Linked DNA regions of Rattus norvegicus: region 1 is linked to region 2. The links are chromatin contacts, called in public Hi-C maps. All regions are on one chromosome and are shown on one strand. Each heading gives the region's core, a stretch centred on a gene start, on an enhancer-like site or on the middle of the called end of the contact. The rest is flanking DNA. Distances are from core to core; before and after follow the strand shown.

The links. A called contact is a pair of places that touch in the nucleus more often than the background predicts.
Region 1: a Hi-C map of Schwann cells shows a contact between it and region 2, with 7 times the contacts expected there. The contact joins two enhancer-like sites. A contact is called at or near these places in 4 of 12 Hi-C or Micro-C datasets (Schwann cells, frontal cortex, hepatocytes and 1 more) and 1 of 1 datasets of contacts at active chromatin or transcription factors (oligodendrocytes).

What each region holds. Positions count from the first base shown.
Region 1 is chr4:61,019,629-61,022,885 of GRCr8, forward strand. All of the region lies in intron 8 of Mkln1 (muskelin 1), which reads left to right. Among named protein-coding and RNA genes, the nearest start is that of Mkln1, 51 kb to the left of the region's middle. Within about 2 kb of position 1,658, at least 39 of the 93 cell types and tissues checked have an H3K27ac peak or open chromatin away from gene starts, as enhancers often do.
Region 2 is chr4:60,778,146-60,781,488 of GRCr8, forward strand. No RefSeq gene overlaps it. Among named protein-coding and RNA genes, the nearest start is that of Trnad-auc, 25 kb to the left of the region's middle. Within about 2 kb of position 1,901, at least 87 of the 93 cell types and tissues checked have an H3K27ac peak or open chromatin away from gene starts, as enhancers often do.

The DNA of each region.
Region 1 (3,257 bases), core at 408-2,907, 240 kb after region 2:
AAGCTTTTAATGAAGTGAATAAGGAGGAGTTTGGGTTGTTAACTACAGTCAGACATTCATGTGGCTATAATTCTGCCCTTTTCTATTGTGTATGTTTGATTTGTGTGTGGGTGTGAGTGTCACAATGTGTATATGGAGGTCAGAGGACAACTTTGTATAGTCAGGTGAACTCAGGTCATCAGGCTTTATCCACTGAGCCATTTCACTGGCTCCTGCCTTCTTGTTGACACTTGACTTTGTGTGTGACTTTTTGGCTGTCTCTATTAGAACATAGTTGGTACGGTCTATAGTTTCATAATGAGCAACTTGTTTAATTGTAGTGTGCCATCTTGTGGAGGTTTATGCAATCAGCCGTCTGATTTACTAAGAGTGAATGGTAGTTACTGCAGTCGAGCACTTGAAGTAAAACCCATTTTACTGTACAAAAATGTGTGCACATGGTGTAGAAAAGCCAGATTCTTTACTTGTGTTACTATACCTCCCTTATTTTTAATTCATGTTCAGTGTGTAGATTGTAGCACTGTAGATCCATGGTATGTTTGGTTCTAGTACTAAATGGTTTATCCTTTCTACTAAGGAATTATAGTTTAATTGTAACTTTTGTGAAATACTAGTGTGTGGATTGTTTGGTGATTGCCTGATGTGGTCCCTTAAATGAAATTGGCTTGAAATTTTGAAAATAGACTGCCGTTAATCATATCACCACCGATCTCTCTCATTCCCTATGTCTTCCTTTTCAGTCAGTTCTGAGCAAGTTCAGATCCTAACCCCTCTGCTTAAACTTTTCTGTAGTTCCTTCAGTGTTTGTGGGACTAAGTTTAAGCCCTAATAGTTGAACCTTGACTTGAACTAGCCACTGCTTGTCTTTATAAACTTCCTGTCTGGTTACTACCTTTGTGTCCTGATTTTTTTATACATTTTCTTTAATTTACTTATTCATTACATAGTTTAACTTCTTTGAATGCAGTGTATTGGTTTAGCCTTCACTGTGTCTTTATGAAAGATAACCAAATCACATTTTTGAAATTAGGAAACTAGTGGTTCAAGAACGTTGGCGGCCATACAGCTGTAGTTAGAGAGTGGAAATTGAAGCCTGACTTTGGAGTTTGTGCCTTTAAAACACTGTCGTTGTGCTCTGTCTCCGCATCATTGTTACTCATTTTACTTTGCTTGAACAGCTTCCCTGTGCCTCATTCTGCTTACCAGGACAAAGCTCCTCTTACCACAAATCTGCACTGAGTCCCTCAGCCAGGTTCTCTTCCCCTTTAAGAACCCCTGCTGTGTTTTTTTTTTTTTTTTTTTTTACCTTCACACGGGACTTGGTCTACTCTGCCCTGTGGTCACTTACTTACCCTTTGTAGTCACAACCATATTGTAAGTTCTTTAAGGATAAGGGACTATTCCAACTTTCTTTTCTGTGGTTTTTGAATTCAAATCAGTGCTTTAATCTTTCAAATAGATATTGTTGGAGTGCTAAGAGAAATGCATAGCTAGATAGCCTATATTCCTTTAAGGGGAAAATGAAGAGAAGAAGGTTGCTGTGGGAGGAAGATTGTGTTGCCTCAGGGTATCCATGCATGTTGTTACAGGACTGTGTGTGTGTGTGTGTGTGTGTGTGTGTGTGTGTCGCGTGCGCGCGCATGTATTCTCAGTAGGCCAGATTCCCTGCTAAGATGTATGCTTTTCCTTTCTTTCTACACTGTACTTCTTACCATAGTTCTTTCCAGACAGCTTCATAGTTTAAACCTTTTTATTTTTATACATTAGTGACACTTTTTGGTATTTGTTTCTAGATGATTTATCTCTGTGATACTTAAGTGATTAGGTGATATAATTAAAAATTTTGTTATGCCTCTTTCATTCGGATATATCAAAAAAATTAAGTTTTTACAGAATCCATTTCACTGTACTATTGCTTCAGTTGGGCTACAAAGCTTCCATGAACAGGAATGACATCTTGGCTCAATTCTGTTGGGATGCTTGCCCTGTGCCAGAGATTATTTTGCTCAGCTATCAATGAGGCTGTTGTGGAAATGTGGGCTTTCTTTGCTGTGAGAGTTTATGTGTACAAAGAGACCTGCTTTTCAGAAAGAACATTGAGAACTCAGAGCCTAAGAGGAAGGGTTATTAAAGTTAATGAACCAGGGTAACCTTATCCAGAGGGTGCTCAGAAGTACTATAAAACAAAAGGTCAATCGCTATTGCTATTTTAGTTATGTGGTCCTCCCTCTACAAGCTTCAGAAATTAACGGGGTTAATTGCTGTTATAGTGAGGTCTTGGCAAATAATCTTAAGCCAGATGAAAATTATTTGATTTCTTCTTCCTGTAAAAGTCTGTGTCTGGACATTACTATATGTCATTTAGGAAACAATGCCATTAAATTAATGATAATGGATCATTTTATAGTTATGAAATAACACAGATTTTTAGTAGTTTAAAATAATTGTCATTGTTTCATAGTTTTACAGTGCCAAAGGGATTCCAGGTATTGGTTAGTTTGGAGTCCAGTTCAGTAATACTGTTGTTACTGTGTCTGGGAACTGAAAGATAACTGGAGGTTTGTTTTTGTTCATTTTTTCTTTTTAAAAATAGAAATGTTCATTTTTGACAACTTTCAGAATGTTTTTTTATATAACTTAAATCTGGTGGACCTCCCAACAGAGTTTTATAAATAAAATACTAAGACTGAGGAAGATGGAATGAATGGTGCTTGGTCACTCTGCATTGATCTCCTGCCATTGTTACCAGATACCTCAGAAAAATAGCTTAGGGGAAGAATACTTATTTTGGTTCACATTTTTAGAGGTGTTCATCATGATGACCATCAAGCAGAGGGAAGGAAGGAGGGAGGATAGACAGGAACTAAGAGAAGATACTACTCTTAAGAGCATTGCTTCAGTGACCTACTTCTAGCTATAACCACCTCTTAAAGTTCCTAGAACCTACTGAAATAGTGATTCTAGTCGTGACCAAGCCTTTAAGAGTTGCCCTGTAGGGGGTAGAAATTCAAGTCCAAAATCTCTGATAAGACTCGAGGTAAGCTTTTAAAGGTATCCCTCTATAAAATAAGTTAGGTAAACTTCAAACATAAAATTACAAGAGTAAATATTTTCATTCCTAAATGGAGAAGTGGACTTACAGAAATGAAATTTATAGCCTATCTCTGTACCCAGGGTATGTGAGTTATGTTATGATATGAGAAAGAGACCTGCTTTTCAGAAACAACATTGAGAGCCCAGCTGTAAGAGGGATTTCT
Region 2 (3,343 bases), core at 651-3,150:
AGTGTGTGTGCTTCCTCCAAAATTTTCACGACAGAACTTTTCAGACACTGCACCCAATGAGGGCAACTTTGTCCACATCCAAACTGTGACCCACCATGTCGTCCTTATTTATTGAGCATTGGTGGGACACAGGTGCTCCCTCTGGACGCGTATGTTAAACGACAACAAACATGAAGATATTCTGAGGAATCCATCCACCTGTTAACTTCAAATTGCTAGGAGCGCCCCCCCCTGCCCCCTTCCTCCACAGAAAACTTCTAGAACAGGTAGCCTGAAGGCATTATACCAAATGGTTCTCCCGTCCAAACAAAAGCCGGAACAACAGAAATCCACGTACAGAAACTCAGGCCCTCAGGCTAACGTTCACTGTTCCTAGGCTGTTCACTAAGGTGAAAGGTCCCTCAAGCAGTCCCAAGTAATGATTTCAAATATAAACTCTGGGACCTGCTCCCATGAGCACCAGTCAGGGAGTCCTCAAACATCTCCTCTGCCAGAACCTCCAGTGCTTCCATTCCTCCAAATGTAAAAACTGTTACTCCTCCAGGTTGTCGCCATGTTTGCGCAGTCATCCTGTCTGGCACCTAAAGGCCCCATTTAGTGATAGATCAACACGTTAACCATTGTGGCTATTTTTCACTCTTCGATGCGTAAGTACAGATGACTCAACAACTATCTAGCCTGTCAAGCTGGCTACCTATCAGTTTTTATTCCAACTGCGTCACAATCACTGGAGAAGAAGGAGGTGAAGAAAATGGCCCTCAGTCCAGACTCTTATTTGGATTTCAGTTCCCTAACTATGAGAGTGGGTATCGGGGTTAACTCTAAAGCTCTCGGGTTGATTACACGGTACAGCCTGGATGAAGAGCCAGATGGGTACTTCTGTGTTCAGGGATATAACACACCTGCGAGGTCCGCTGGATCCCTCTGTTGAGTCTCCGGCCCGGAGGAGGAGGGGTGGAGGGGACAGCCGACTGGCAGGGATGCTGTGACGACGATCCCAAATACTGCTCCTGGGGTGCAACTGCGACCAGCCCCACAAGACTGTACCTCTCGGTAGTTTTCGGACAAGACTGTTCAGGGTCTGCGACCCTCCCCCGCGTCCTGTTCGCCGGCGCCCAGCCCCTCTCGCGGCCGCGGCACGTGACTCGACACGCGCCAGCTGCACGCGGGCTCCATCAAAACAAAAACAGAGGAGGCGGGACGGGCGGGGGCGCGCGCGCGCTCTCGCCACCGCAGCCCGTCCGCCACGATCGCGCGCCTCCGCTCGGCCGGGGGCGGGAGGGCAGAGGGCACCACCCTGTTTACCCGGCCCTGAGCCGGAAACGGTCTCCGGGGAGCGGGCGCGTGAGTGCGCACCCACCCACCCGCGGCGCGGCCCTGCGTGGGCAGTGAGCAGGGGCCACGGCGGCTGCGTGTCACCCCCGTCACGACTCTTGCTACGCACTTCGCCCCCAGCCTTCAGCTCGCGAGCTGCTGCGGACCCCTCACGTGGCCGCCTCCTCCCTGACACGCCGTTCCGAGCGAGCCGTGGCTGCGGACCTAAGCGCTCCGAAGTCTTGTCCCCACCCCGCCTCGGACGTCACCCGCCTCGGACCACCCAACCCACACCTTCCGCCCCGGGCGCGCGCGGGAGGGGGTAGATGGCTCCAAGCTGTCAGAAGCCTACAGTGTGCCACATGACGAAGCTCGCCCTCGTCCTCGCCACTCACGCAGCAGCTTCGCTGCGAGCTGAAACAGACATATTTGGGGGGGGGCTGTCTTGATATTTCTCCACTGGTTTTAAAAGCACCCCCCTCCCCATACATAAGCGTTAGACTCGGTTCTGCCTACGCACTCTTTGCCTCCCCCACGGTCTCCTACCAAATCCAAGCGACTTACCAAATCCAAATGCCCACCCTACACACCTGCTAGGTGACCTGCCTTCTGGAACCCCGAAGCCCCACCCACCTCGCCTGTGGGTGCAACCTGTGTTGGGGGGGTGAGGCAACACGATCAGGTAGTGACAGAAAGAGGGGAGACAAGCACCCCTTTTTACCCACCCCCACCCTCACCCCTCATCTGGAACAAGAGGACTCATCCTTCTTCCCTCCGCCAAAATAATAGCTTAAGTCAAAGCTCCGGCTTCCCAGGGGCTGCCTCTCCCCCCCGCACCCCCCAAGAACCAAAACGTCGCGTCCCTCCCAACCGCTCGCCCCCAGCCCTTACTTCTCGTTGACGGCAGAGGTGGGGGGGCGTGGGAGCCATGCATGAGTTGCCTCTAGGTTCGGGATGTTGGTCTCCTCTGAGTGAAGAGGTGGGATCTCGAAATGGAAACAGTCCTCCCTCCCCCCCCACCCCCCCGCCGGTCCCTCCCCTCCTCCTCCTCCTCTTCGTCTGTTTACCTCAAGTTTGAATTTTATCTGCGCAACATTAGCTGGAATGCGGACATTGAAAAAAAAAAAAAAAAAAACACTCGCTCTCAACCCGGCAGCAGCTCCGGAGGAGCCATGTGGCATCAAGCCACCGCAAAGGGGAAAAAAAGTGCTCTTAGCAACACAAACATGGCGAAATAGCTCCGACATGCCCGTTTCACGCAGCAGCCCTACCTTCCTTCGCTCGCCCGCTGAGCATCCTGGCCAGCAGCCGCAGGCCCCTTGCGGGGGGCGGTAAGGGGGCCTCGGGGAGTGCGAGGGTGGACGTCAAAAGAGTCCACCGGGAAAATAGCTCGGATGACGCGCCAACCCATTTGCCTCACCCGGAGTGCGGGGACGCCTTTTCCACCCCCAAGGTGGGAGTCGAGCACCCAATCCAGTCCCCAAGTCCTGCTGGACCCGTTTTCCCCACCCTAAAGAACTTACCTTGAGGCTGAACACTGCGCCGCTTTGCTCTCTTTTCTGGTTCCTTCCTCCGGAGCCAGGAGGAAAATGATGCGCACGTAGATTCCGAGAGCGTATTCTTCTAGAATTTTCCCAGGATGGTGGCAGGGAGCGATGGAGACTCTGAGACAGGTGCGGGGCTGCCGGTTAAAAGTTGCTCTGCGCACGGTGGGTGGCAGGGTCCCCGGAGCGGGCGGAGGACCCCCACTCCCTGCCCCCGGCGTCGCCCACTTGTCACGCCAAGCTGCTGCGTGCGCTCGGCTGCAGAGGAGGTGGTGGCGTAGTTTCTCTTTCTCCCACCTCTTCTCACTCACTTGTTTTGTAGCCGTGGGCTCCCCTAATGCTTTCCTCTCCACAATGTTGTTTCATTATATCATGTCCATCATGTGACACCGGAGAGGCCTCTCTATGGAAACTTAAAGGGGCTCCCACGTGACTGCAGCAGCAACAACAGCAGCAGGACCCGTGGCGGCGGCGCCGGCCGCAGC